Linked DNA regions of Mus musculus: all the other regions are linked to region 3. Evidence: chromatin contacts called from public Micro-C and promoter capture Hi-C data. All regions are on one chromosome and are shown on one strand. The core of a region is the stretch at or near the end of the contact, and the rest is flanking DNA. Distances in the headings are between cores, read along the strand shown.

What was found. Promoter capture Hi-C pulls out the DNA fragments that hold promoters and counts their contacts. A called contact is a pair of places that touch in the nucleus more often than the background predicts.
Region 1: a contact with region 3 is called in a promoter capture Hi-C map of pre-B cells, with 17 times the contacts expected there. The contact joins the promoter of Adcy8 here to the promoter of Kcnq3 in region 3. A contact is called at or near these places in 14 of 39 promoter capture datasets (the 3T3-L1 cell line, 3T3-L1-derived adipocytes, the C10 cell line and 9 more), 7 of 484 Hi-C or Micro-C datasets (CD4 T cells, CD8 T cells and embryonic stem cells), 2 of 115 datasets of contacts at active chromatin or transcription factors (both in embryonic stem cells) and 1 of 9 other capture datasets (adipose tissue).
Region 2: a contact with region 3 is called in a Micro-C map of embryonic stem cells, with 6 times the contacts expected there. The contact joins the promoter of 1700010G06Rik here to the promoter of Kcnq3 in region 3. A contact is called at or near these places in 1 of 39 promoter capture datasets (hippocampal neurons) and 1 of 484 Hi-C or Micro-C datasets (embryonic stem cells).

The regions. Positions count from the first base shown.
Region 1 is chr15:64,920,852-64,923,551 of GRCm38.p6, reverse strand. Adcy8 (adenylate cyclase 8) reads left to right here and starts at 1,256. Exons shown (of 18, transcript NM_009623.2): 1 at 1,256-2,700. The coding sequence starts at 2,447.
Region 2 is chr15:64,312,846-64,315,545 of GRCm38.p6, reverse strand. 1700010G06Rik (a long non-coding RNA gene) reads right to left here and starts at 1,428. Exons shown (of 2, transcript XR_003951590.1): 1 at 1,013-1,428; 2 at 1-588. All of the region lies in intron 2 of Asap1 (ArfGAP with SH3 domain, ankyrin repeat and PH domain1), which reads left to right.
Region 3 is chr15:66,285,227-66,287,926 of GRCm38.p6, reverse strand. Kcnq3 (potassium voltage-gated channel, subfamily Q, member 3) reads left to right here and starts at 1,298. Exons shown (of 15, transcript NM_152923.3): 1 at 1,298-2,091. The coding sequence starts at 1,703. The region is part of intron 1 of Gm27242 (a long non-coding RNA gene); the gene reads right to left.

The DNA of each region.
Region 1 (2,700 bases), core at 7-2,506, 1.4 Mb after region 3:
CTTTCCCCTGTTCTTTCTGGATGCTCTATGCGAGGCAGGTGACCTATAAGACTTGGAAAGAGGAGTCAAAACACAGGTTTCTGGGGCACAGTCGCTACAAATAACCCTGAGAATGGTTTGGTGTGGATGGGAGGAGGGCGCTCTGGATCCTCAGGGAAAGCTGTTTTTGCTTAGGACCAAAAGGAGCTAGGAGTTTGCACTAGAAGAAGGCATAAAAAATCGCCTTCTCGGGGTTGGGGTCGGGGGAGATAGGGTGGGGTGGGGGTTGGGAATAGTGTCCTGGAGACCGCTTGGCCAGGTCATTTAGGCTTTCATGGGACGCCGCGGGGTTGCGAAAGCGCCCAGAGCCTGACGTCATTGACCATCAGCTGACTGTGTTCAGGGCCCGAGCTTCACTGGCTGCAGCCGCAGTCGCTGTGGCAGAGGTGTTGATTTCCACCACCTGCAGAATGGGGCTCCAGACTGGTACTGCTACCAGATCCCTGAAAAGCCAGACTCCAAGGACCCCGCTGGATTGGATGCTGATGCAAGAACCGCTGCGGGGCAACTTGGGTTTTGACCGCGACCCTCAACATACCTAGGCAGGCAGGAATGCTGCCTCCAGGAGGCCCCTGGAAATGCCTTTCCGAAGGTCCTCCTTCGCACCTTTCTTGACAGCCCAGTCAAATTTAGTATTCGAAATATGCAGACCACGCCCCCATCCTAATACCCTCTACTACCCAGACCCCGGGAGCAGAGAAAAGTAAAAGGCTGCCCACCGCTATGAGAGTGGCTTCTTGAGAGGATTTTAGTTTTAATCTGAAAGTTGGCATTAAATACACACACACACACACACACACACACACACACACACACACACACTACATCGCTCTCGAGTGGGGAGGGCGGAAATGAGCCCCTCTAGTGCGCGTCTCTGGTCTCAAAGAGTTCGTGGGCAAAGCGGCCTACGATCCTGGCTCTGCACCTGCCAAGGGCAGGAGCCAGTGCTTAAAAAAGAACCGCGGAGGAACCAGCGGGCGCGGCCAGCTGGAGCGCTCCACCGCAGAGCTGCCAGGCTCGGGGCTCCAGCAGCCCGCGCTCGCTCGACCCACCGGTGCGGCCCTTCAAGACCTGGGGCGTCCTGTGCAGATCTGGGTGCCTCCGTGTCCCAGCCCCCACCCCTCCCCCACCCCCATCCTGGGTTCCGGGGGCGTGGTTTGGCGCGGGGGCGGGTTTAAGTCGCCGCGGGTGTCTGACCGCTCTGACAGGTCTCCAAATTCCTCCCAGGCTCCGGTCCCGCTGCGCGGTTCCGAGCGCCCAAGTAGCCCCGCGCTTCCCTGGATCCGGAGGCGTCTCATCGACTTCCACTCGGCCTGGAGCCTCTTCTCGCTCAAACCTTTCGCCTGCCGCCTCACCCGCCAAGGCTCGTTTCTCAGGCTCAGGAATCCGCTCCTGTGGCTTCTCTTCGAACTCAGCTGTTGGCTTTATTACCCTTCCCACTTGTGCTTTCCTCACACCCCCTGGGGTCTGGCAGGCCCAATGGACTCCAAAGAGCGAAGTGAAGGGAATGGGAATTGTGTGCTGCGACCCATCAGAATCGCTACTAGCAGCGGTGACTTAGTCCTGTAGCGGAGGCTGGGACCCTGGGGCTAGCAGCGCCACGATCTTCCTTGAGGAATGCATCAGTCCAGAACCCGCGCTGCCAGTATTTGCTCTGGAAGTGGCCACAATGAGGAAGGAACCGAAGAGAGAGCTTCATTCAGCACACCTCCAAATTAACTGTTTGGTGACTTGTTAGTGCTAAGGCTACCACCTTTCTCCTGCCCTCCCGCGGGGCGCCCTGCCGCCTCACCATCACCCACACCTCCTGCCTCATCGCGCCCGCCTCCAGCTCCGCCCCGGCTCCCCATGCCGGCGCAATGGAGTTATCCGAAGGGCGATGATTGCCGCCACAGCTGCTAACTTAGCACCCATCCTAGCCATCGGTTACCCTTGGCCAGCCTTTCTGCAGCCGCCGAGACGTGGGCGTCCAGAGTCCAGTGCCGCAGCCAGGACCCGCCCGACGCGCAGCAGAAGCGCGGCGCCCAGGCGCCTCTTGGAGAAGGAAGACTGCGCCAAGACGCTGAGCTTAGAGACAGCCAGGGGGCTGGAGCGCAGAAAGGGACAGCGTGGCTCAGAGCGCTGAGGATTTCGCGGACAAACAGCCACCACTTTCACTGCGTATCCAAGCTGAGCTGATTGGCGGGAAGGTGGCTTGCCAGTACACAGGGGTCCGCTGCATTCTACCAGGAACACCTTGCTCCTGGGCTCACTATGACTTGACCTGTGGGGGCCCTGCTCAGGGCTCCTGCAGTCGAACAGCTTAGGAAAGAAGGGATCGCTGCCAAGCGGCCTTTGGGTCTTTAGGAACCCCTATCACCAACTGACACAACCAGTGTCTGTGCCTCCCTCCCCGCGGACCCAAGCCATGGAGCTCTCGGATGTGCACTGCCTTAGTGGCAGCGAGGAACTCTACACCATCCAACCGACGCCCCCGGCCGGCGACGACGGGAGCGGCTCTCGGCCGCAGCGGCTGCTGTGGCAGACGGCGGTGCGGCACATCACGGAGCAGCGCTTCATCCACGGGCACCGAGGCGGCGGCGGCGGCGGGGTCTCCCGCAAAGCCTCGAACCCTGCGGGCAGTGGACCCAATCACCACGCGCCGCAGCTGTCTAGCGACTC
Region 2 (2,700 bases), core at 179-2,678, 2.0 Mb after region 3:
CGACAGCGTAGACGGCGCTTGCTTTATATAAGCCGGGTTCACAGAAGCTCGAGTCTGTGTGCACGTGTCTTTTTCTGGCTTTGGAGAGGATAAGTGTGTATTTCTGGGTAGTTCCCTGTAAAGAAACCCAGCCTTTCAGCTTTGCCCACGCCAGACTCTATTTGCTTTTAGATATCCAGGAATGGCGTTCGGGGTATTTGAGAAAAAGGGAGGTGCAGATGGTTTTGCACCAGGGCATGGTTTCAAATTTAAAGAGGATTATGGTCCATGAACCCCAGAGATGGTGGGTTGAGGTGCGAAGCTTTGAAATTCTAATTGCAGACCAGTCTAAGGAGGTATATGCTTACCAGAGCACAATATCTCATTGTTCATATAGTCCCCTCTTGGCTGGAGGAGGCAGGGGAGGGGCAGATACATAACATAATCTTCGGAGGAAACTGAAACAGCAATTGGTGGCGGCAGTTTGGGCTCTCCGGTGAATTCAGAAAGAAATCCCTGGCTGTTTACCACTGCTGAGCTTGGAATAATCTTGACTCGTTCATCTGCAGAGCCAGGTGTGGGAGCAAACCGGCTGGAGCTGGGAGGGCTCTGTGTGGTGGTCATTTTTGACACGCCTTACCCTCTTATTTGATAAACTCATGCCACCCAAACCCAAGGTATCTGAATTAGGAGAGAAAGCTGTGGAATTCAGGGTCTCTGGGAACAGACACACTTATTAGCTAAGTCTAGGCTCTGAACAACAGTTCATTTTTACTGTTTATGTCACACACACAGAGGAGTGCTGCCAGCTCAGTAGACAGGGCAGGTACTAGATGACAACTGGGGTGTGGGGGGTGGGACCAGACTGGCTCACAGCCCTGAGGAAGACAAATCCTTTCAGAGGGAAGCCCCAGTGCTCACTGATTTTTCTCGCTGATTTGCTCTCAGTACTTTATAGGGGAGCATGGGATTTCTGAGGCGCAGGGAGCTTAATTAGGCCAAGCTAGTGAGGGTCATATTTGTTCCAACTTACAGAATTTTCCAGATGCTGTGAGAAATGAGCTAGGATTCTCTTCTGGAATGTTCATTCTCCAAATGCTACATCTTGCAGCCCTGGCAACCAGTGAGCCTGCCCTTGTGGGGTGGTCAGCTGCCAGTCTCCTCCTGCCTTATTTTCTCCCTGAGAGCTAAACCCTCCATGTCTCCCAAACCAAACTTTTAAAGTACTGAGGAGAGAAAGTACTCTTGTTTATGTTTAACCTCTTTATTCACTAGTTTTTTTTAAAAGGTCAGTTTGCCAGGGATGTGTTTCTTTATGCTCATTCCCTTAGCAAGTTCTTCCTGTAGTAGGCGGAGACACTTCCCTGCCTTGGAGAGCACTGGTAGGAACCGCAGTGGAGGCACAGTGCACACCCAATTCGGTCAAGCCAGGAAGAGAAACAGCACACATTTTAACCCATTTTTTCCTATGCAGAGAGCAAGTCCTCATCCATGAACTCAGCCTCCTCCATGAGGGTCCCTGTCTTCTACTTTCATGGGAGGCAGTTAGGGGTCCAAGATTCCCAGCCAACAGGGTATCGAGTGGTGTATCCATTCTATTCTGCACACTTTGACTGAGCCTTCTCTGACCATGGTTTATGTATGGCTCTGTCATTTTCTCCTACTCCTCCTCTGTATTGCCTATTTGTCTGGTCCTCTGCTGCAAAGCAAATTCCAAGACAGCAGGAATGTGGCCCTTGCCGACATCACTCATCTCAGAATTTGTCAGCTTGTGAGGCGAACCTTTTCCTCTTGACATGCAGTCTTCTCCTCCCTCCCTGCCGGTCCTCACTCAAGACAAGCCCTCTCCGTGGGTCCCTGAGCCACACGACCCACACGCGGCCAGAAAGGCCAGCGAACACAACCTCTAGCTAGCTATATCGGACGGTATGCAGGCAGGTCTGAGTGGGCCACAGGGCTTGCCTTCCAAAGCAGGCTTTAATGGAGGCCAGTCATACGCTTTCAAGGGCTCCTGGAGGCCAATCCCAAGGACTAGGTGGGTTTTGTTGATACCATTCTCAAAATCTTCCAGTCGGTGGTGAGAAATTAGATGGGTATGTTGGACTAACAACAGTAGACATCTTGCTGGGGCTGAATTGGTACTTTTCTCAGAAGAAAGTCAGTTCCTGCTTAGCAGTGAAGAGCATTTGCACCTGAGAAATACTTTTTGCATCTCCGGATGCTCGGCGGTCCTCTGGGGTAGGGGAAGAAAAAAAAAAAACCAAATACATCTGGACAGATGAAAGTATTTTAAAACAACCCTTCCTGTCTCTGCACAAGGCACAGCATTGGCGTTCAGAGGGCAGCAGGGCTGCGCCCCCATCCCTCGGTCCGCGCAGAAGGGAGACGGCTTTCCGGGCCTCGCTTCCTGCACCCACTCGGGACTAAAAAAGAACACGAACAACTTTTTTTTTTTTTTTTTTTTTGGTCCCTCTCTTGCAAAAACGCTCGCGTAACCAGCTCGCTGAAGTAACCGCTCCGGGGGCGGCCGGGTGTGTGTGTGTGTGCGTGGGGCGCGGTTCCGGAGCCCCACGGGCACGAGCACCAGCGCCGGCGGCTGCGAGGTGGGGGCCGCGCGAGGGCCGGGCGGCGGGGGGGGGGGGTAAGTGGAGAGAGAGGGGCGGGCGGGGCGTGCGGGGCGCGTGCGCAGAGCACTTCCGTGTTTGTCCCCGTGACTGGCGC
Region 3 (2,700 bases), core at 49-2,548:
CCTGCTTTTTCCCTGTAGACTAAGACTGGATTCCCAACTTTACTCACAGCTATCTTGTCCTCTCTACTCCACCTGACAGTCATGAGGGAAGACTGGGCGGTAAGGAGTCATGGTACCCCAGGGCAGGAGGAGGGCTTCCCTAACTTGCCTGTTGGGTAATGAGGCACTTGCCCTCTGCCAATGGTGCCAGTGACTGACCAGACTGCTTCCTCTGCCGTCAGCAAACCTGAACTACGTTTCTCCTCCACACCGCTGTCTAGAAGGCTCTTTTTGAAATTGTCATAACTGCTCCCACCTTGCCACTTGAATCTCACCTTAAGGCGTGTCACCTCCTCAATGGGGACTCCTAGGACAGAGCCCAGTGGTTCCTGTGATTCTGTTTCCACACTAGGAATAATTTGGCTCACACTTGCTTTAGCTCTGGCCTTCTGTCTGTCACTCAGGTTTTATGAATTCAAGGGTTTCAAACCTTCGGTGGAGAGCAGTACTCTGTCGTACGTAGGACAAACTCACTGCCATGATTTCAGTGTTTTCCCTGAAGGATGCTAATGGAGTCAGAGGGCATGACTGGCTTGCCTGCAGCAGGATTTAGGAGCCAGGAAGAAATTAGGATACTGATTCTGATGTTCACATGCGCTTCTCAGCTGTCTTCCCACCTACTTGTACAAGGGGCTACCCCAAAACTACCAGAAGCAGTAGCCCCCAGGAGCCCGGAATAGAAGAAGCATTGCAATCACCGAGCCAGTGGGTGAGGTGTGAGCATGTCTAACCGAGCAACTTGGATTTTTACCTGCAAAGGCAAGCAGAGGAGGTGGAGGGTGGAGACTGAACATAAAGCTGCAGCCTCAGCCTCTATCTACTCCCTTTTAATTTCTCCTCTCGCTCAGGGGAAACCCCAACGCCCACGGGGTCTGGGGAGCTCCCGCTTCACGGCCTCAGGATTCATGACCCAGCAGAAGCAGTAGTAGAGGCCTCACAGCCCTGGTGATGCTGGACCTCAAGGCTGTCTTGGGTAGGGGGGCGGCGGGGAGAGGCGGGGCCCCGCCTGGGCCTCCCGCAACCAAGGGGCGGGACGATGGAGCCCCACCCCTGCGAAGGAGGGAGGGAAGCAGAGAACGCTGCGGGTGGTGAGCGCTCCGCCCGGGCGCGCCTGCTTCTGCTGCTGCTACTGCCGCTGCAGCGGGGCTAGGGCTAGAGCAGCGGGCTGGGCGCGGGCGGGAGAGGGGAGGAGGGAGGAGGCGGCGGCGCGTGTGCCAGGCGGGCGGGCGGGAGGACGGCTGGCACAGGGCTTGTAAATAAACTGCGATGCTGTCTCGGGCTCGCCGGCCCGGGTGCCGCCGTCGCCGCCGCCTCCCTGGAGCTTCGGTGCCAGGCTCCCGCCGTCGCGCGCCCTAGCGCCACCGCGCCAGCCTCGCGCGCCCTCAACGGGCTCCCCGTGGACCCCGGCTTCCTGCGCCCCTCCGGGTCCCACAGAGGACCCGCTCGGGATGTGACCCCTTGACTCCCCACCCGACCTCCTCTGGCCCCCGGGAGGCCCGCCTTTGCCTGCTTTTGGGGGGGTGGGCGGGGAGGGGCGCGCGGATCATGGCATTGGAGTTCCCGGGCTTGCAGCCGCCGCCGCCGCCTCGTCCACGTACCCCAAGTGCTCCTACTTCCCGGAGCAGCAGCGGAGAAGGCGAAGCGCCCGGTGGGGGCGAGGCAGATGGGTCTCAAGGCTCGCAGGGCGGCGGGGGCGGCTGGCGGGGGCGGCGGCGAAGGGGGCGGCGGCGGCGGCGGGGCCGCTAACCCTGCTGGAGGGGACTCGGCGGTGGCCGGCGACGAGGAGCGGAAAGTGGGGCTGGCGCCAGGAGACGTGGAGCAAGTCACCTTGGCGCTAGGGGCCGGAGCCGACAAAGACGGGACCCTGCTGCTGGAGGGCGGTGGCCGCGAAGAGGGGCAGAGGAGGACCCCGCAGGGCATCGGGCTCCTGGCAAAGACCCCCCTGAGCCGCCCAGTCAAGAGGAACAACGCCAAGTACAGGCGCATCCAAACTTTGATCTATGACGCCCTGGAGAGACCGCGGGGCTGGGCGCTGCTCTACCACGCGCTTGTGTGAGTACCTGGCCACTCGGGGCGCCCCTTGGCGGCCGTGCACCTTAGGGTTCGGGCCAGGGCTGGCATAGTGTTGTGTCTTTGGCCACTCAGAAGTGCTCTCTGGCTTGGGTTGGGGATGGAGGGACACCAGTTTGGCCTTAGCCAATGGTTCTCTGCGGTGTGACGGAGTGTTTCTGGTGCCTGGGACAGCAGGCTTTCAAGCTGAGTTGGAGATTTGAACTGGCGAGTGCGCAAAAGTGCGCATTTATTGTATGTTCTGGGATATTGTCATGGAAGCTTAAAAGAAATAGATGATATTTCTAATGAAGCAGTTGAGTGGGACAAAAACGGTCCTTTCAGAAGCACCGGTTCTTCTTGGGGTGGATAGCTTGCAATCACCACTCAATTTAGATGATATATCCCAGAGTTGAGGATAGTAGCGGTGCACACTGCCCATAGGCATAGTGCCTGTGTACGTGCGTGTTCCATGTGTGTGCTTCCCTTCCTTGGAATGGATGCTGAAGTAAAAGAATAATGGGTTTGGCTTTAATTGGGGGCTTAGACAGACCAAAATGCAGGTCTTTGTGTTCTTTTAGTAAAATGAATAGGAGAATAGAAAAGGGGCGG